6 separate regions of the Mus musculus genome follow, and regions 1, 2, 4, 5 and 6 are each linked to region 3. A link is a contact called in public promoter capture Hi-C data. All regions are on one chromosome and are shown on one strand. The core of a region is the stretch at or near the end of the contact, and the rest is flanking DNA. Distances in the headings are between cores, read along the strand shown.

The links. Promoter capture Hi-C pulls out the DNA fragments that hold promoters and counts their contacts.
Region 1: a contact with region 3 is called in a promoter capture Hi-C map of the C10 cell line, with 4 times the contacts expected there. The contact joins the enhancer-like site here to the promoter of Aqp9 in region 3. A contact is called at or near these places in 10 of 39 promoter capture datasets (the 3T3-L1 cell line, the C10 cell line, the HPC-7 cell line and 5 more) and 2 of 115 datasets of contacts at active chromatin or transcription factors (astrocytes and extraembryonic endoderm stem cells).
Region 2: a contact with region 3 is called in a promoter capture Hi-C map of the HPC-7 cell line, with 8 times the contacts expected there. The contact joins the enhancer-like site here to the promoter of Aqp9 in region 3. A contact is called at or near these places in 5 of 39 promoter capture datasets (the C10 cell line, the HPC-7 cell line, hippocampal neurons and 2 more), 2 of 115 datasets of contacts at active chromatin or transcription factors (T-cell acute lymphoblastic leukemia and astrocytes) and 3 of 9 other capture datasets (adipose tissue, embryonic stem cells and pancreatic islet).
Region 4: a promoter capture Hi-C map of hematopoietic stem and progenitor cells shows a contact between it and region 3, with 3 times the contacts expected there. The contact joins the enhancer-like site here to the promoter of Aqp9 in region 3. A contact is called at or near these places in 5 of 39 promoter capture datasets (the 3T3-L1 cell line, the HPC-7 cell line, cranial neural crest and 2 more), 2 of 115 datasets of contacts at active chromatin or transcription factors (astrocytes and embryonic stem cells) and 3 of 9 other capture datasets (adipose tissue, liver and pancreatic islet).
Region 5: a promoter capture Hi-C map of fetal liver shows a contact between it and region 3, with 6 times the contacts expected there. The contact joins the promoter of Sltm here to the promoter of Aqp9 in region 3. A contact is called at or near these places in 19 of 39 promoter capture datasets (the 3T3-L1 cell line, 3T3-L1-derived adipocytes, the HPC-7 cell line and 13 more), 1 of 484 Hi-C or Micro-C datasets (erythroblasts), 5 of 115 datasets of contacts at active chromatin or transcription factors (astrocytes, bone marrow-derived macrophages, embryonic stem cells and 2 more) and 2 of 9 other capture datasets (adipose tissue and embryonic stem cells).
Region 6: a contact with region 3 is called in a promoter capture Hi-C map of erythroid cells, with 110 times the contacts expected there. The contact joins the promoter of Ccnb2 here to the promoter of Aqp9 in region 3. A contact is called at or near these places in 18 of 39 promoter capture datasets (the 3T3-L1 cell line, 3T3-L1-derived adipocytes, the C10 cell line and 12 more), 1 of 484 Hi-C or Micro-C datasets (the G1E-ER4 cell line), 5 of 115 datasets of contacts at active chromatin or transcription factors (astrocytes, embryonic stem cells, large pre-B cells and 2 more) and 1 of 9 other capture datasets (adipose tissue).

Annotation. Positions count from the first base shown.
Region 1 is chr9:70,483,285-70,486,486 of GRCm38.p6, forward strand. The region is part of intron 2 of Rnf111 (ring finger 111); the gene reads right to left. Among named protein-coding and RNA genes, the nearest start is that of Gm24615, 9.4 kb to the left of the region's middle. Within about 2 kb of position 1,652, at least 29 of the 459 cell types and tissues checked have an H3K27ac peak or open chromatin away from gene starts, as enhancers often do.
Region 2 is chr9:70,390,024-70,393,237 of GRCm38.p6, forward strand. All of the region lies in intron 26 of Myo1e (myosin IE), which reads left to right. Among named protein-coding and RNA genes, the nearest start is that of Mir5626, 14 kb to the right of the region's middle. Within about 2 kb of position 1,533, at least 28 of the 459 cell types and tissues checked have an H3K27ac peak or open chromatin away from gene starts, as enhancers often do. A contact at or near this core is called in the HPC-7 cell line, adipose tissue and embryonic stem cells, where this site is marked.
Region 3 is chr9:71,161,518-71,164,793 of GRCm38.p6, forward strand. Aqp9 (aquaporin 9) reads right to left here and starts at 1,772. Exons shown (of 6, transcript NM_022026.3): 1 at 1,456-1,772. The coding sequence starts at 1,566.
Region 4 is chr9:70,590,015-70,593,174 of GRCm38.p6, forward strand. It overlaps Sltm (SAFB-like, transcription modulator), which reads left to right. Exons shown (of 21, transcript NM_025690.4): 21 at 1,565-2,223. The coding sequence ends at 1,673. Among named protein-coding and RNA genes, the nearest start is that of Sltm, 49 kb to the left of the region's middle. Within about 2 kb of position 1,442, at least 58 of the 459 cell types and tissues checked have an H3K27ac peak or open chromatin away from gene starts, as enhancers often do. A contact at or near this core is called in the HPC-7 cell line and hematopoietic stem and progenitor cells, where this site is marked.
Region 5 is chr9:70,541,064-70,544,005 of GRCm38.p6, forward strand. Sltm (SAFB-like, transcription modulator) reads left to right here and starts at 1,652. Exons shown (of 21, transcript NM_025690.4): 1 at 1,652-2,018; 2 at 2,907-2,942. The coding sequence starts at 1,857.
Region 6 is chr9:70,419,844-70,423,098 of GRCm38.p6, forward strand. Ccnb2 (cyclin B2) reads right to left here and starts at 1,711. Exons shown (of 9, transcript NM_007630.2): 1 at 1,574-1,711. The coding sequence starts at 1,597.

The DNA of each region.
Region 1 (3,202 bases), core at 402-2,901, 680 kb before region 3:
AAAACCCAACCACTGACTGTCCTTTATACAAACAGCTTAGTCAGAAAATACATAATAACAAACTACTCACAAGTAAAATACCTACTACCAAAGTATCAAAATTAATAAGAGACACAGAGCCTATACGATCTATGTCAACTATGCAAACCATGTAATTATACCTAAAGGGAAATTCAATGTGATACCAGAGTACACAACTGTTGTGTGACAAAATTTGTTCTGGAGAGACAACACGGATATCTACTCACGCTAGATAGGGATCCCACAAAAGACCAAAGTTTGGATACCACCAAAGTCCAACTTGGTGAACCCACGAATGTTATTGGCGTTTCTTAAAGGAATATGAGAGAGGTTGCTTACAGGAGCAGAATGACTCAAAGACAGCTGCATGGCCCAGACCCACCCAGCATGACTGACAGCTCACCAAAGCTCGGAAACCCAGAGCACATGGCACAACCTGCATACAGCTCAACAGGCTGAGTGTCCTTTCCAAGTTGGACTCTAGTCTAAACCTCTTGCAGGCACCTGGTCTGATCTCAGAGTCTTCTTTGAAGCTTTTCTCCTTTGAAAGTTTTCTTTGTTACTCAGCTGACAGGGAGGGGCCTAGTCAATCTGGACAGATTCAGGGACTACCTGAATATATATTGAGTTGTTTACTTTCCTGCATAAGGAGCTTCCCTGCAAGAGAGAATGTTTTAATCCTAGAGGAAATTGCTGTACAACACATATGCTGTAATCTCATTATTAACACTAGTCCAGTGTCTAAGTTTATAGACATGTTAACTATTAGAGAACAATCATTAAAATCCATTTCACAAAACCTGGTATTGGGCTGAAGAGATGACTCAGCTGTTAAGAGCACCGACTGCTCTTCCAGAGGTCCTGAGTTCAATTCCCAGCACCTACATGGTGGCTCACATCCATCTATAAAGGGATCTGATGTCCTCTTCTAGAGTGTCTGAAGGGAACAATGGTGTACTCAGATATATAAAATAAATAAATAAATAAATCTTTTTTTAAAAAACTGGTATTAAAAGTACAATAATTATCTCTGTGTTAGCTGGGGGGGGAAAAGGATCAATAAAAAAAATTGAAAAATAAGTCAGGGTGATATTTTACACTTTTAATCCTAGCACTCAGGAGGCAGAGACAGGATCTCTGAACTCAAGGCCAGCCTGATTTACAGAATTAATTTCAGGACAGTTAGGTCTACATTGTCTCAAGAAATCAATAATAAAAACAAATCAAACAACAACAAAAAACCCAAATAAACAAAAAAAAAAAATTGAAAATTAAGGGATTTAGCTCAGTGTTTGAGAGCTTACCCAGCTCAAAACCCTGGCTTCAGTAACACTGAGTCAGGGAAAGAAAACAACATGTAAAGAAAACAGTCTCCATACTCCCCAAGTAACTATCTGCTAATGGTCAAAGCTTTAAACTTACAAACCAGAGATTTCTTATTTTACCTTTCAGCTCCTAAAACTGAAGTTCAAGCTGCCTCCTGGTTTCTTTGGTGACTGGGAGGCAGCAAGCTGAGGGTGCTCTATTTTAAATAGAAGCACTACGTTTACTGTGGTTTACACACACAGTCCTTTGCTTTAGACAGGGTCTTAGTATGTAGCTTAAACTTCCAATCCTACCTCAGATGACAGGTATGTGCCACCTGATCTGCTTACTCAGAACTCTTCAAAGAGAACACGCCCACTGAAGCAGTGAGTATCTCTGTGAGAAATGAAAACTACTGTTTGAAATAGGCAGTGTGAAGCAAAATTAAAGAAAGCCACAGTAAAAATGAAAATGTTTCTGTGCTCAGTTATTCAGATAATTATAAAGCAGTCATGTGCTAGACCTGTGGATAACAGTGGGTAATACAAAAAAGAAAATACTCTTTAAAAAAAAAAATCAAGATCCTGTACTCTAAGAAGCTCACAATTTACTATCAAACAGAATCTGACTTTTGTGGCAGGACATTTGACCACACTATGATTGTGTCATTTACTGAAAAACTTGTTTCTAGCTGTGTTGTGGCTCAGCCTCCCTAGCACACACCTTAAATCCTTCTGGCTGGACTACAGACACACCCTTAGAACACTCCTTTTAATCCCAAACTAAGAAGATAAAGTTAGTTTGTAGAAGAAAGCACCTAGTTAGAAGTTGACGTTGTGTTTAAGTGGCAGACAAAGATTTGACAGAATAGGATATGCCCAACTATCAGAAGAGAGAGGAGGAAAGGGAAGATACTTAAGAGAACAGGGGTGGGGGGTAGTTTTACCAGTAGTGTTTTACAGAGACAGGTTGAAGAGAGAGAACAAGCTAGACACAGGTAAAGACAGAATGAGCCAGAAAATGAGGAGATTAGAACAGATTGCTAGAGTTAGTTTCAAGCAAAGCAGAGTGATTCAGAAGAAGCTGAGAGAGAAGTCAGATTCAGTCAGCCTGAAGAAGAATATGATGAGCCAGAACACCTAAGCTGAACCAGCCAAGCAGAACTCGGGAAGAACTAGGAAGGGTGATCAGCAGTAAGTCTCAGAGGCTGACGTTCTAGGCCTACATTAGATTGCACAGAGACTAGAAGCTTCCAGGATTAGGCCTAGGTTAACAGACTGAGGCAGCAAGCCTAGGAGGACAATTATTAATGCAGGCCAATTATATTTACAGACTTTAATGAGTCAAAATGCACAACACACTATGGGGGAACACAGAGGATACAGCAAATAGGAATTCTGGTACCAGCTTCATGCAGATAAGATACCCACGTGACACAGTGAAGGAAGGGTGAAAGAGCAGATGTGTCTAACAACTGAATTGTGTCCTAAGATGTAGAACTCTCAACTGCTTAGCAGCTTTTCTGGTTTTATGTCTTCAGTAGGGAGAAACCAACTGGGGTCAAATTATCAAAGAATGAGGGATCACACTGCCTAGCATCATTTAGGGAAATGCAAAAACTAGGGAATAAAAGGACTAAGCTAGAAAGAGTCAAGACACCCAAGGAAGTTCTCCATGAACAGACAAAGAACAGTTTTAGCCATTTCACTGGGTTAGCACAAGTGACTAATAATCTTTCCACCCACTTCCTGGTGCCAGAGCAATAAAGAAAATGGTGGCTTCTATACTGTCATAACAGATTGTTCATTTTTAGTCTTTACCTCTTATTTTGAGAAAATCTTAATTAGCAAATTAAAAGGTTTCCTGTTTGGTCCCT
Region 2 (3,214 bases), core at 283-2,782, 770 kb before region 3:
TGGAAGGACTGGGCATGAGTCCGGTTCAGCCGGTGGCTCCTTTCGCTTTTACTCATCAACTATCTCCTTCAGCACGCTTATTGGACAGCTCATGACTGTCACTTAACGTGTGTGCTTTGGTGTCTTCGTATGTATAATGGGGAGAATAAGATGCCAATAACTGAGAACTGGCAAGATGACTCAGCAGGGAAGGCTATTTGTTATCAACTATTAGGACCTATGTCTGATCTCTAAGGACCCTCATGGTAAGAAAGAACAGACCCTCCCTCCCCAAAGGCATCCCCTGACCTCCATATAAGAGCCCTGGTAAGCATTACACACACATCAGCAAGTTAATTAAACTTTTAAAAATTAAAATTAATTAATTAATTAATTAAACTTTTAAAAATGGATAAACCAATTTTGGGTGTGAAAACCTAACACTGGTACAGGGATGAGACATTGATCTCAGTGCCTGCACTCTGGTCTTTTCTAGCCAATAATGTAGGATTCACCCTGCAAGGCAAATTCTCAGCCTGCAACCCGGATGTGCTGTGCATGGCTCCGTGGTCTCTCAGGAAGCATGAATCGCATTCTTCGATACAGTGAGGTTATGCTTGGGTGTGATGCCCTGCCCAAAAGAGAGAGAAGTTAAATAGATTTGTTAGGTTATGGGACAAAAAGCACACTATGCAGTTCGCCTGAACTAAAGCCCATCAGATCCAAACAGGAAAGTTGAGCTTCACTGTACAGAAGTTCCATGAGATGGCTGAGCAGATCAGAGCCCTCCCTGAGAGCCTGAGTTCGAATCCCAGTACCATCCGAAATTCCATTTCCAGAGGATCCTAATGCCTTCTTCTGACCTTCAGAGGCATCAGGCACACACACACACACACACACACACACACACAGTACATAGATACATATGCAGACAAAACACCCATACATATAACATTAAGTATTTTTTTTATTACATATAAAGGCAGCAAATAGATGCCCCAGCAGGTAAATGTGCTTGCTGCAATGCCTGATGACCTGGCTTCGGTTCCCAGGACCGCCATGGAGGAATAAGAAAACCAATCCCAGCAAACTGCCCTCTGACCCTCACAAATGCCTGGGCTGGTATCTCCCTCAAAACACTCACACAGAATGCAAAAATTTTCCATTAAGAAAATTACATGTAATCAGATACCAGATTTGTTTGATAGTGTGTAGTTTTATAGCTACATACTAACATATGTGTCTGCAGAGATACGGCAGGTCCACAGATAAAGTAACTTGGACTGTTGACATATCAGCAGGGTTGCAACTTTATTATGAAACTGACATTCTCGGTGTTGTCTCCATTGTCCCAGTGAAGGCTCTGTCTTTATAACACAGTTCTCAATCCTCGAGTGTGTGTGTGTGTGTGTGTGTGTGTGTGTGTGTGTGTGTTGCTGGGGGTGGGGGGTGGGGTGGATATTAGAAATACAAACAACACAAAATAGCAGAGGGGCCAAAATTACCCAAAATTGCACAGACAGTTCAAAACAAATGGAGGGACAGCCTGCTGGTTTTTTTTTTTATTTGATATCTGGATCCAGATGTATTATGTCCATCTCAGTCTGGCCTTGAGCTCACGGAGATGAGATTGTCCTGCCTCAGCCTCCCCAAGTGCTAGAATTACAGGTGTATGCTGTCGAGCCCGGCTCAGAAAAGCATTTTCCAATTTTCATTTTTATCTTTTCATGTGTAAAGATATTTTGCCTGGAGGTGTGTCTGTGCATCGTGTATGTGCCTAGTGTTCTCAAAAGCCAGAAAAAAAGCAGAACTAGCATTACAGTTGTGAGTCACTATGTGGGTGCTGGGAACCAAATCAGGGTTCTCTGCAGGAACAGCGAGTGCTCTTAACTGCTGAGTCATCTCTCCAGCCTAGGAAAGCATTTTCCATGAGGGTGAATTCAGGAAGGGTCTGGTCTCCTGAGCAGCAGGGAGTAATAAAACTAAACAAAAATGCCTAAATTGCAACAGTTGCCAGTTCCTGGGGTTAAATGGCTTCCTTTTTTGTCAACTTGACACAAGCTAGGGTTATCTGGGAAGACAGACCTCAACTGAGAAATTGCTGCTATCAGATTTTCCTTGGAGGCAAGCCTGTGGAGCATTTCCTTACGGACTGATGTCGGCAGGCAGTATACTCCTAGGTGGGTGGGTCCTGAATTGTATGAGAAAGCCAAGTGAGCGAGCTGGTAAGCAGTATTCTTCCATGGTCTTCGCTTGGGTCTTGCCTTGAGTTCCTGCCCTGACTTCCCTTTGTAATAAAGCACAGCCAGAGCAACTTGCTTCTGTCAGTGTTTCATGGCAGCAACGGGCAGCAAACTAGGATACATAGTAAATATACACACCATAGCCAGGTCAGGCTGAGCCACCAGCATGGCTACTCAGAAAGTGTGTGGGACTGGGGAGGGGGACAGAAGGGGACGGGGTGGGGGATGGGATGGGATGAAGCTTGCTTATTTCGTTTGCTAATTTAATTGTAAGTTGGTAAGATTTGGCTTTTAATGACTGTTTCACAAGTCGTTGACACAGTTCCTGAAAGTCTCTGCCATCCGCTCTGCTGAGGACGGAGCCAGCTCTGCTCAGTGGCCCTTCTGCACTGAGTTGGCAGTCACTCTGGCTGGGAGTGGTACCTAAACGACCTCATTAATCAATTTCTGGCAGTGTGTTGAAAGCCATTAGTTCTCCATATTTATTACACAGGATCGCCACCTAGTGACACTAGAGATCGGCTGGGTTCTGGAGGCTTGGGGGCTCTTTCTAGCCTAGCCTGGGTAATGGCAGTTGTGTTGTGACTGGCTGTGCTCTGTGATGCTTCCAGGTCCCTAGACTGCTAAACCCAGGCGTCAGTCAGCTCTTCATCTGCATAGATTCCTTACTGCACACTGAATTCAAGTATAGACCCTGTCTTAAAACCGTAATGAACAATAAAAGAGAGGCAGGTGTTTGAGCAGTTCCCCTGCTTCTTGGGACACGTTCAGCAGCTCCCAGCATACAAGGCCTGGGCCTTTCCAAGGTTCAACTATGCATTGTATAACCCTTGCCCTACCAACTGATTCAAGAGAAGCTTTATGGAGATAGAATCAATCCATTTGAAATGCCCAGTATTATAATTTTAGTGTATTGACAAAGTTGTGCACAATGGCCATAATCTAATTTTAGAATTCTTCCCTCCTCATAAAACCTTCCGACACACAAGGCA
Region 3 (3,276 bases), core at 522-3,021:
GGGCTGGAGAGATGGCTCAGCGGTTAAGAACACTGACTGCTCTGCTAGAGGTCCTGAGTTCAATTCCCAGTTACTACATGGTAGCTCACAACCATCTGTAATGGGATCAAGGCATTCTTCTGGTGTGTCTGAAGACAGCAGCAGTGTACTCATATAAATAAAAGAGAGAAATATTTGAGAACGAGAAGCTGAAATTATACCTGAAGTAAGAGTCTCCCTGTCTCTCTGTCTCTCTCTCTGGCAGGTGTGTTTTCTAAAAAATTAAATAAGCCGGGTGTGGTGGCACACACCTTTAATCCCAGCACTCGGGAGGCAGAGGCAGGCGGATTTCTGAGTTCCAGGCCAGCCTGGTCTACAAAGTGAGTTCCAGGACAGCCAGGGCTATAAAGAGAAACCCTGTCTCGAAAAACCAAAATAAATAAATAAATAAATAAATAAATAAATAAATAAATAAATAGATAAATAGAAATAAATAGCTGTCCCATTTTAAAAAAAGCCTGAGGCCAGGGCTCACACCAGTTCAGAAAGTAGCAATAGTTTCTGGTCTCTGTTTTATTCTTTGTTTTGTTTGTTTTCATAGCTGAGCCAATCTCTTTTTGAGATTCTTAGGCCTGTCCATGTTTAACTCTATGAAGTTCAATTTAAAGACCTTGAGAGATTTGCTCAAGTCAAGTTCAATCAAAAGGGAGAAATTATATGAAACCAACACAAGGCTACACACACACACACACACACACACACACACACCATACTAACCCCAAGTTCTGATTTACTAAGTAGGTCCGGTGAGATGACTCACGAGATAAAAGTCCCTGTTGCCGGGCCTGATGACCTGAGCTCCATCCCTAGAGTCCACATGGTGGAAGGATGGTGGAAGGAGAGCTGACTCCAGCAGGCCATTTTCAGATGCACTTGTGTGCATTGGTGCACACACATAAATAAATAAATAAACAAACAAACAAACAAATAAATAAAACTGCCAGGCCATTTTCAGATGCACTTGTGTGCATTCGTGCACACACACAAATAAATAAATAAATAAATAAACAAACAAACAAACAAACAAAACTGCCAGGCACCTCTCTTGGCAGCCTGTTCCACGCTATCTATTGACCATTAATGTTTGTTTCAGATGACTCAGTCACCAAATGGGAAGCAATGTCTAGCAACTCTTTCATCATAAAAGCCACTTTGAGACATTTTAAAATGAAGAAGTACTCCCCTTCCCCCTTCTCCACTCCTATCAACTGTCTTGGCTACACGTTAAGAGCGAACGAAGCTCTTAATGGTCACCAAATAGTCAAGTAACCTAGAAAGTGACTTGCTGCCTCCTAGAAGGGACTGGAACTGATAATCAGGGAAAACAAAAAAACAAACGCCCTGCTCCAGACGCCTGGCAGCCAGGAAGGCGGGGTTAGGTCTGAACTGGGAAAATGGAAATCGAGCAATACTCACAATCATTATAAAGGTGCCCAGGAACTCAGAGAGTGTCTCCTTAGCCAGACAGCTCTTCAGGGCCAGCCTCTGCACGAGGTTCTTCTTGGCTCGGTCCTTCTCAGAAGGCATCTTGGGGTTTCTGCCAGAGGTAAGCTTTCCACCAAGGTCTGCTCGCTCAGTTTCCTGCCTTCACTACCACATGAAAACCAAACCAAACAAAAAAGAATTTTAAAAAAACCAAGCTCACTTAGCTCTGCACGGATCTCTGGAGGCGACTAAAGAGATACCTGACTGTGTCAGAGAGCCTGTCCTAATTAGGAACTGTGACTTAATCCTTGTCTGCCTCTGCTGTCAGCCCCTCCCTCCCTCCCAGCTCATTGCTATTTGTTTGCATTAATGAGTTATAATTCCAAATCCTCAAAATGACTCTTTTTGTACTTGACAGATTAATCATTACCTTTATTCTCTGTTCTCTGGCTACTTTTTCTCTGTTGGCTTTCTTTCTTTTTTTTTTTTTTTTCCAGGAGATGAGAAAAGAGATGCTACGTTGGTTGGGTTGCCAAACCAGAGATGGGCCTTGGTCCAGAAGAGATTTACCTGTTACACAACTTCAGCCTTCTGATGATTTGTTTTCTCCTATTCGGAAGTGGGCAGTTTGGGTGTAATTTAGAATAGTTCAATCAGGTATAGACACCTTCACTGTGAACATTCTCTCCTGAAGGTTTTCTTCCAAACTGGAGAGTGTAAGGGAAAGAGACTAGGCTGGCTCTAGTAGTGCCTCGGGGAGTTCATGGGACTGCTGGAGTCTTTCTGAAGGGCTCCAGAAATAACTAAATTAACTTATGGAAGGGCAGTTTAAAGGCTCCGAAATGTAAGTTTATGGGGCATTGGGTTAGTGCTGCCTTTAATCCCAGCGCTGGGGGTAGGGTGGGGGGTGAGGTGTGTGTGTGTGTGTGTGTGTGTGTGTGTGTGTGCAGAGACAGGTTGATCTCTGTGAGTTCAAGGGCCCAGCCTGGTCTACATGAGTTCCAGGACAGTTGGGGCTATATAGAGAAACCCTGTCTTGAGAGGAAAAAAGGGGGGGGAGGAGGGAGGGAGGGAAAGAGGGGGGAGGGGAGGGGAGGGTGTTAAGGTGTTTATGGGACAAGATGGGAACTCCCTCTTGTTCACTGAAGTGGTCTCCCTATCTGGTAAACAGAGTTTAGGATTCAAGAATCAGAAAGATAGAGAAAGCAGAGGACTGGAATTCTAGCCCTCTGACCAGTCAATCCCATCCCAGTTAAAGAAGAGAGGAGTAACTATGCCCCACTAAGGTATCTAGTTTAAATCTGATGAATTAACATCCTCACAGGCAACAGACTACATCTTATAATAGCTTCTTGACCTGATCAATAAGCAAGCCCTGATTTCCAAAGCTGGTTTGTCTGAAAAGACGGAATTGGAGGCAGTAGTCTCTAAACACCCCCAGGCAGTCCACTGACTTGAACCCATGCTATGCTCCCTCCCTCCCTCCCTCCCTCCCACCCTCCTTCCCTCCCTCAGAGCAGCCTGCCCAGTTCCCAGTCTTCTTTGGGGCCCTCCTCTACCTTTGCAGGAGGCCCTCAATCATTTCCAGCTGAGGAGGCAGGCTGGAAGGGGTGAGGGGAGGCTGTGAGCAGAGCAGCTGGGAAGAGCCCAGAGGCAGGATCAAACACCTAAGCTGCAGGTAAAGTTTACAGTTCAGACCGAAGAGGTCAATACTATAAATTTAAAAAATAAATAAATAAAAAACAATCTAGCATTTCGACTTTAATTCCTGATTAAATGGTCATGATGAGGATGTAGCTGAAACACCCAGAA
Region 4 (3,160 bases), core at 192-2,691, 570 kb before region 3:
AAGTGCTGGGACTAAAGGTGTGTGTCACCACACCCATCCTTCTGTTTTTTTTTTCCCTTCTTGACCCTCCTCTTTGGCTCCTTCAAGCAGATGATCTTCACACATTACTCTTCCCTGCCATCTCCTCATAATGCCTCTCTTTGAGCTCCAGGATGCAGGCAAACTTGTTCCTCTCCAACTTAATTGTTTTCCTTGCCTCAAGCTTCTTTTACCTCTCAGTGCTGCCGTCCTCAAAACCCTGACAGGAAACACAACCCAGTCTTGATCTTTCTTTGTTCTTAGAAGAAATTCAAAATGGTATCCATACAGTAAGCATTTTTCTGATGCTGCCCCTTCCTCTGTCCAGCCCATGGCTGGTCTTCCCAGAGAACGTGTGATAGTCACTCTACCTCTGAATGTGGTGCTGGAACCACACATTTGGTTCTATCATTTACTTGCTTCAAAACCCAGTGGCTTCTGTAGGTCACAGATTTAACCCAGGTTCTCACCTGGCTTTATTGGACTTGATTTATTGCACTTCACTGCCCATTATGATAGAGTTTTGGAGTGTCTTTTTCCTGTCCCTTTCTGGCATCTGTAGTGCTGCCAGAAATATATAAAGATGCTGCAGGCCGGGCGTGGTGGCGCATGCCTTTAATCCCATCACTTGGCAGGCGAATTTGAGTTTGAGGCCAGCCTGGTCTATAGAGTGAATTCAAACCCTGTCTCAAAAAACAAAAAAACAAAAAAAACAAAAAAACCCCAAAACAAACAAATAAAACCCAACAAAGATACTGCAAATATTATTGGCTGACTTTCTGGTAGATAGTTCATGAAGCTCTAGTGTGTACCACAGTCTCCTTAATACCACTAATTAAAGCCAGCGACTAGAGGGTCCCACCCACAGCGACCTGGGTGGGGTTAGAGTGGCTTATGAATTAGGCCTAGCAGAGAGAAACTGAAGGAGGATCTTGTTTAAGGTTTGCCTCTCCATAATTACATCTTGAGTAAAAAGAGGAAGTAGGAAACCTTGAAGGGGCTGTGGGTTTACACTTGGCACAAGTCACTGCTGCTGCTGCTGCTGCGGATCCAGGGTGGATTTCGGAGAAGCCTAGCTGTAGTCTTGTCATGCATAGCATTGGCTTCTGAAGAAGTGGGCATTGAAATGAGAGTGCCAAGGTCACGCTGTTGCAGCCCACCATATATTAGCTCTGTGCCTTGGTCAGGATATACTTCCAGGCCCAGTGGTGGTGGCATATACCTTTAATCCTAGAATTTGGGAGGCAGAGGCAGGCAGATCTGTTTGAGTTCAAGGCCAGCCTGGTCTACAGGGTGAGTTTCAGGATAACCAGGGCTGCACAGAGAAACCCTGTCTCAAAAAACAAAGCAGGATACACTTCCAGTTCTTAGTTTCTTCCCTGGTAAGGAGGGGTTGATAACGAACGGTATGCACTGTACAGGACTAGGGTCTTGGCTGTGGTGAGTAAGGCAGAGAGCAGCCTGTGCCCCTAAGCGTCAGGGGCTATGAAAGCAGCTTGTGATTGTTGGTTTGTTCTGACCTTTGTTTCCCTTTTAACCCCTTCAGCACTGCGTCCCCAGTGAACAGGATTGTACAGATGAGTGGTAACTCCTTGCCAAGAGGAAGCAGCTCGGGGTTTAAGCCGTTTAAGAGTGGACCTCCACGGCGATTTTAACGCAAGCTTCCTGCTGTGGCTTCAAGATAATTTATTGAGATCTCCTGTAAACGTTCCCTGACTGCTTACTAGGAGAACCTCTGACTGCTTGAGAGTTCTAGCTGACTGTTGTTTTTCTTTATAAAAAAATTTAACACGATTTCTTTTCTCAACTTTAGAGAAGATGTTTAAATAGTTCTGTTGAAACTTTTCATAGTTTTGTGTACCATTCAACCTTTTCTTGCAGCACTGAGACCCATTTGAAAGGATTGGCACAAGGCTGTTCTGTTTGGCACTGTGTGAACATGAGTGGTTTGCAGCTGAATGGTAGTGGTTTCATTTGCAGCGTAGCTCTGTGGTGTCACCAGTGTTGGCTGCCTCCATTTTGAAGGCTATTTGAGCTTCAAAAGCCTGCTGTCTAATTTTTAGAGAATAAGATTGTTCCCTGCATTTCGGAGTATTATGTAACCTATTTTTGCAGAAGGTACTGTTACATTAAGTGCATCTGTGTATCCTGGTTAAAAAAAAAATGTAATCTTTTTGGAAATAAACCTTCATATTCTGTATAGTTGCTAATGTATTGAGAACCTTTTTAATTGTAAACTGAAGGTAAAATTTCCATATAGGGAGCAACAGACTTGTTCAGGTTTGCATGGTATAAGACCATGGAGTTGAAGGAGATCTTGTCCATGTGTCATGAAGTTCTCAGTTTACTGAGTTGAGCAGGTAAGTGCACTTGTGGGGGATCTTCATGTTTTGATAGATGGATCCCAATTCTCAGAATCTTGTGATAACATTCCCATCTTTCCAAAATAATGCGGAGACGTGGACGAAGCCCACAGTCTAGATGGGTGAATTTGTCAGGTTTTATGAAATTAAAACCCATACTGAGAGAGAGAGAGAGAAAGAGAGAGAGAGAGAGAAAGAGAGAGAGAGGGGGGGGGAGGAGGGGAGAGGGAAGGAGAGAGAATAAGAGAATGAGAATGTATATATCTTTGTTTCAGTTTCAGGGGTAGTCCTTCAGCCTTCCTGCATGTGAGTCCCAAGCAGCAGACTTGGTAAGAGCTCCAATGGTAGCGTTTGCTCTCTGTTCCTGAGACATGTGTCAGGCTTTTTCTAGTCATGAGTTGATAGCACAGTGGATGTGCTAGAAATCTTATAATCCTTTGTTACAGCATCTTCAGTAGGAAAGCTCTTGACAGTAACTTAGAGCACCACTTATTTCAGCACAGCTTTCCAAAACCCTTTATAGACACCAGCTACTACAACCCAGACTGTTCTGAATCCTGGTCCTGACATTGGTCTGCTCACACCTAGCAAAAGACGGAAGGAGTGGCACTCTGATGTGGAGTCTTTCTAGAAGTTCTTGCCCTGGATGGGGGGGTATGAGTTGTCTCAGACTCTGGGTGGTTGCAAACAGCCACAGGACTCTGGAGTCTAGTTCTTTATGGAAACCCCCTTTTTGTTTTGTTTTCTTTTTGAGACAAGGTTTCTCTGTTCACCCTTGG
Region 5 (2,942 bases), core at 402-2,901, 620 kb before region 3:
GCCATATGTGTAAGCCATATTTTATAAGTCACTTAATCTCTTTTAGCAGCTGGGAAGAATTAAAGGGGTTGTTATATCCCAGAATTCCTTAAAAGTCATAAAGAAATGCTGAACTGACTGACTGCCAGGTATGATTTTATAACGTCCAGTTTTCCTCCATTTGAACCAATGATTCAGAAAGAGCAACCCAAAGTAAGGCACACCTCACCCTTACTATTTATTTATTTATTTATTTATTTATTTATAAAGGTAGGATTCCTCTGTGTGTAGCAACCCAAAGTAAGGCACACCTCACATTTATTTATTTATTTATTTATTTATTTATAAAGGTAGGATTTCTCTGTGTAGCCCTGGCTGTCCTGGGTCACTCTGCAGATACCAGGCTGGAGTGTAGTGTATCTCAGAGATCCACAAGCCTCTCTCCCCTTAGTGCTGATAGGCATGTCCCACCACTGCCCAGTCCAATTTAAGTTTTATAACCAGGAAACTGGAGAAAGATGTAAAACAAAACAACCTCAACCCCACCTTTGTTAGCACCTTAGCATTCCTTCTAGGCTCCGCCCAACACTTACCTAGCAACAGCCAGGTAGGCCTGGATGGGAATGTCCCCCCCCCCCCTTTGACTCCTTTCTTCCTCTCCCCTCCCCCCTCCACGTGTTCTTGGCCGGGCTCTTCTCTTCTGTCTTCTCCCTTTCTCTGCCTCTACTCCCTTCTCAGCTCCCCTTGCCATACCCCCAAATAAACTCTATTCTATACTAGACCAGTCTTATGGATGGTACCTGGGGTGGGGATGCCTCAGCATCAGCCGGATGAGGCAGTCCCTCCCACCGCTCTATACCTCGCTCTACAAAACATACCCTTGCCTTTACAAAACATCACCCACCAGTAAATGTTAATTCAGTTCCCTGTGTTTCCTAACTTTGTCCAACTTTGTGTTAATTCTATAGATATTTACGCTGTGATGATTAATAATATTAAAATTACTAAGAGATACTATGCGGGCTATTTCTCCATAAAGTGGCCCCTGTCCTTGACATACCAAATGCTGGCGGCGCAGGGCAGAGGATACTGTATAGGATCAGGGCAACATATACTTTTAAGTTATTCTCCTTTTGTGAACAATTTCATTGAGCCATCAGGCCCGTCGGAGGGGATGGGCAAGCTGAGGCAAACGAGGAGAGGACGTTTGCCTGGTAGTTTTCAGGCAAAGAGGGGCTAAGCTTCAGGGGGTCACAGCGTGACACTGTCCCCTGGGCTCTCGGCCTCAGGTTTCGCTGGGCGTTCCGGGGCGGAACCCGCCGACCTAAGTTCACTAGTATACCCCGACCACCTTTCCACGATGATTCCGTACTTCTTCCGGGAAGGCTGGCGCACACGCCCCCTCATTTCGGTGAAGAGACGCACCTACTCTCCCTACTATGGGGTGCCTCTCAAGTGGCGATGGCTCTAGGTAAGAGATGAGAGGAGAAGGAGGCTAATGGAGAGGCGGGAACCGTGGTACCGAGGACAGCTGAGCGGTTGGACACGCGGAGACTTTCCCGGGACCACGCCAGAGGCCGAGCCACCGGTCCGCTGCGAGCTCCGCCCCCTCCATGCCTGCTCAGTGCGCACGCGCACCCGTCATCCGGGTGCCGCTGCAGGTTGCGCTGGAGCAGAGTCGGGGGCGTGGTCCCCGTGGGGGGGCGTGGTCAGTGGCTCATTGTGCGCAGCGTAGCGCGGCGCCGCTGGCCGCCCGGGGCCCGGGTTGGAAGTTGGTGCTGCCGCGGCCACCGCCTCCACCGCCGCTGCCTCCTCCTCCGCCGCCGCCGCCGCCCTGCAGCCCACTAGCTGCCTCGGCAGCGCGTTGCTTTCCCAAAATGGCTGCCGCTGCCGGGGCCGTGGTAGCCTCGGCCGCCTCTGGGCCGGCGGAAGGGAAGAAGATCACGGAGCTGCGGGTTATCGACCTCAGGTCCGAGCTGAAGCGCCGCAACTTGGACATCAACGGGGTCAAGACGGTACTGGTCTCCCGGCTGAAGCAGGTGAGGCCCGGACGCTGCGCGCAGGGCAGCGTAGGCCGCGCCGTTTAGGTGCTACGCTTCCGCGGTCGGGGCGGACCGGGTGGTGCCTGTGCGTGCCCGGCGCGCGGGGCCCGCGCCTCCGCGAGGAGCCTGGCCTTCCAGCGGCCTCGCGAGCCGCCGCCGGTCGCGCCCCCTGCCTCCCCTGGGACGCCCTCTCCATCGGCTCTGCGGCCTGCGGAGGGTGGAGCTGCAGACCCTGGGCGGCGCTGGGTACCCCGGCCTACGGGCGGTGCGCAGCGCGTGCATCTCTCGGGCTCCGAGGCGATGGTTAGTTTGCTGACTTGGCCGAAGTTACCGTTTAATTGTGTCCAACCGTTTCTTCACCCCTGTTCAGAGAAATCCGTAGTGGGAGTTGATGAGTGGATGAGAAGGGAAGATTCATCTTTTTTTTTCCCCACTAGGCTTTTAACTGATTTATTTTTAATTCTTAATTTCTGATTGCATCAGCGTAATCATCCACGTTCTCAGTCCTGTTAAGCTTTCAGGTTTATTCGCGTGAAGCCTTGGAATCGGAGACGGGAACAAGTGTACGCAATACGTTAGGAAAACTCTTCCTTATTTAAGTAGCTACAAACTTTCTGTAATAGAACATATTTAGGTTCTTGTTCAGTATATGTGACATGGAACCATCGACTGGGTGGAATTTCAAGTTCCAGGACATTTCGATACTCAATGACACCCTCCACCCCTTTCTGTGTAGCATAATTACTCGTTTGTGAAGTCGGTTTGTAAAATAACTGGCAATTCTAATGTTTTGAGGCTGGAGGTTTGGTAATATATTTTCATTAAGTTTTTATAAAATAAGTTTAGATAGTTTGTGTAGCATATTAACTTCTCTTTCTAATGTAGGCTATTGAAGAGGAAGGAGGCGATCCAGATAATATT
Region 6 (3,255 bases), core at 461-2,960, 740 kb before region 3:
GATTACTTCTTATAAGTAACCTGCGTCTGCTGTTAAGAGATCCCTGTCGGTTCTCTTAGAAACTTCCATTCACACAGTATAGCTGCAATGATAAAGAGCTTTGATACCAATAGTTAATGATAGCCCAGCTGTTTAAAACTCCATGTTTCAGACTTCACACCAGCTTGGGTTATAACGCCAACCAAAGAATAAGAAATAGCACTTCCAAGGAAAGCCCTTCAGAAACAGCTTCCTATAGCATAGACTCAAATTAAGGACATTCCCAATGACAACAGGATGGGGAAGTCATTTTACCTCTCAAGTATTGGGAGAGTCAGACTTGAATGAAAACGAAAAAAAAAAAAAATAGTGTTACTTGAAATTAATTGCCTTCATCTTGAATACAGTTAAGAAACAAGGCTTGCTATTCATACCCCAAAGTTTACAGTGTGGTACAATAACAAGTATTCCATGAGAAAAAAATATTTAACTTTCTGAGTGTTGGGGGAGGGGGGGAACTAATCCTACAAAACAAACAAAAAAACCTCTCCAAAGGTTGGGGTTTTTTTGTTTTTTTTTAAGATGACCTGTGTAGGATAGACCAGATAAACTGTACCCCATCCCTACACAAGACTTTAACTGTTAAATAATTTGAAAGAACAAATTAGACAAAAATTAACTTGTTAGTGGCAGTTAGAGCTACAAGACATGAACCCTGACTGTATGTTCCTCATTGTTTAGGATTCTGATCCCCAAATCTAAGCTGTTCGGTCTTTACTGCTAGCTTCCCACGGCTAAATTCAAAATGAGTTTGAAAGTTCAATTTCTTATGAGTTAAAGCCTGGTAATGAGGGGTACCCCTGAATTCACTGGGAAGAGGAATTGGAGGCTTTTAACTAGCCAGGACAATGGCAGCAGCTGTGTCGGGGGCCCTCTTGTTTTCAACTAAAGTAGACCGACCCTAGTACAATTAAAGCCTAAAAGTCAGTAATACTTTCATTCTCAAAAAGGTAATTAAAGGAATTTGGCCTTTTGCCCAACTGTCTGCCATCCTAGGATCCAAGTTTTGTACGTTTCCTCTTACACTTGGGTGTTTTTGTTTTTTGTTTTTTGCTTTTTTCGAGACAGGGTTTCTTTGAATAGCCCTGGCTGTCCTGGAACTCACTCTGTAGACCAGGCTGGCCTCGAACTCAGAAATCCGCCTGCCTCTGCCTCCCAAGTGCTGGGATTAAAGGCGTGCACCACCACCGCCCAGCACTTAGGTGGGTATTTGTTTTCATTTTGTTATTTCTGTTTTTTTTTTTTTTTAAGAGGACAAAACCACACTTTAATGACCTTGGCCAGGAAGGCAGTATGAAGACGCGAATGGGAAGCTCACACGAAGCAAACTGAAAAATGTGAAAAGTAGAGAAATGGCACTGGGCGGCTTCCCGGTTCCTCCCGGTCCTCATCCCCAGCGCAGCACAGCCCTGAGTGGTAACAGGAATGAAGACCCCAGGCCGGGCCTCTGGACCGCTTTAGCTCTGCCAGGGCCTCTCCGGCAGCCTCCCGGGCTACCCGGCAGGACAGGGCACCGTAGCCCCGGCGCACTCACCGTCGGGCGTCGGAGCAGCGCCATGAGGGCCGCCCTGGCAAGTGCGGACGAGGCACAGCCACTCCGGTCTGCGACACCGTTGGGAGGGTCAGGGCCCCGCCGCTCCGCGTCCACCGCCCGGTCCGCGATTCAAATACCGCGCCGCTGACGCACTATTGGGTAGACGCACGCAGGGCGCGCGCAACCCATTGGCTAGACTGGAAGGCCTTTCTGCACGTTGATTGGCTGGCTTGTATTTGCTTGTCATAGCAACCAGCGAGGCCACCAGGCTTTGTTGTTTCCTTGTCTACAGTCTTATTTTCAAATTCTAGTCCCTGATATTAAATAAAATAATTTTTCCTCCTACTGGAAAAGATTGTCTTAATTTTAGGGGTAGGAGTGGGGAGCCATCACCTAAGGACATATGTCTTTAAAAGTTTGTTCTGGGTTAGGTAGAAGTGGGTTCCAGAGAACTTCCTGGAAATGCTACTTCTGACCTTACTTCCTCTTCCGGAAACGTCTACCTGGGAATTTGGATTGGAATGGTCTGGCAAATGAAGCCATCGTCTCCAGGTCGTTCAGGGCTACAAGATGATTGTGACTCGGATGTGTACTGTATGTGGTCTTCCTAAAACAGATCCCCAGCAGAGTCATAATTCAAACTAGACGTGATTTGTGTGACTTCCAGCACAATACAGTAGAACTCAGAAACTATTTGTCAAATGACGGTGTGATGTGCACAAGATTTCAAAAGAAAAATAATGAGTATCCCAAGTTGTGAACAGTGAGAGACAAGACAGAAAACAAAAACAAAAACAAAAAACAAAACCAGAATATTACCCTGGGGAAAAGACTAGGTAACAACACAGAAAATGGTGCAGTGCCAGCAGAACGACTTGAGATCAGGCTACCCCATCAGTCTTGTTCAAGTCCCTTCTATTGGGAAATAATAAATGCTCCCTCCCCCTTCGCCCAAATCTGACATTTCCAATCTGAGTCTAAAGGAAGAACCAGTGTTGTCCAACACTCCCACCTGAAAAGACAAGGTGGCAGTACTACCCCTCGACCTAAATTACACATGGATATTGGAAACCAAAGGAGCAGAAATAACTATTTATATCCCATTAAGTTCTCTCAAGTACCTGCTAAAGGAAATGAAAGTTCTGTGGCTGCTGACTCTTGGTCCATCATCCTTACAATCACAGAGGTTACGCATAGCTTTCTCTTTCTTGGGAAGCTTTGGTTTGGATTGGGGAAGAAAATGTGCTCTGCAGTTTGTACTATTAGCACATGCTTGTAATAATTCCAGTTACTTGGGAGGCTAAGGCAGGAGGATTTTTTTTTTTCCTGAGACAGGGTTTCTTTGTATAGCCCTGGCAGTCCTGGAACTCACTCTGTAGACCAGGCTGGCCTTGAACTCAGAAATGGCAGGAGGACCTCTTAAACTCATGATTTCAGCACCAATTTGGCAACTCAGACCTATTCTCTAACTGAACTTTAACTTTAACAAAGCCATTGGCTGTACTTCAGGTTACTGTGGTGAATGGACTTCACAACATGGTCGCATGTGTTCTAGGCCGGTTTACAGCTTTCTATGTAGTTGAGGATGACCTTGAATTTTTTTTTAATACTTTAAAAAAAGATTTATTTATTTTATGTAATATGAGTACTGTCATCAGACACACCAGACAGACATTAGATTC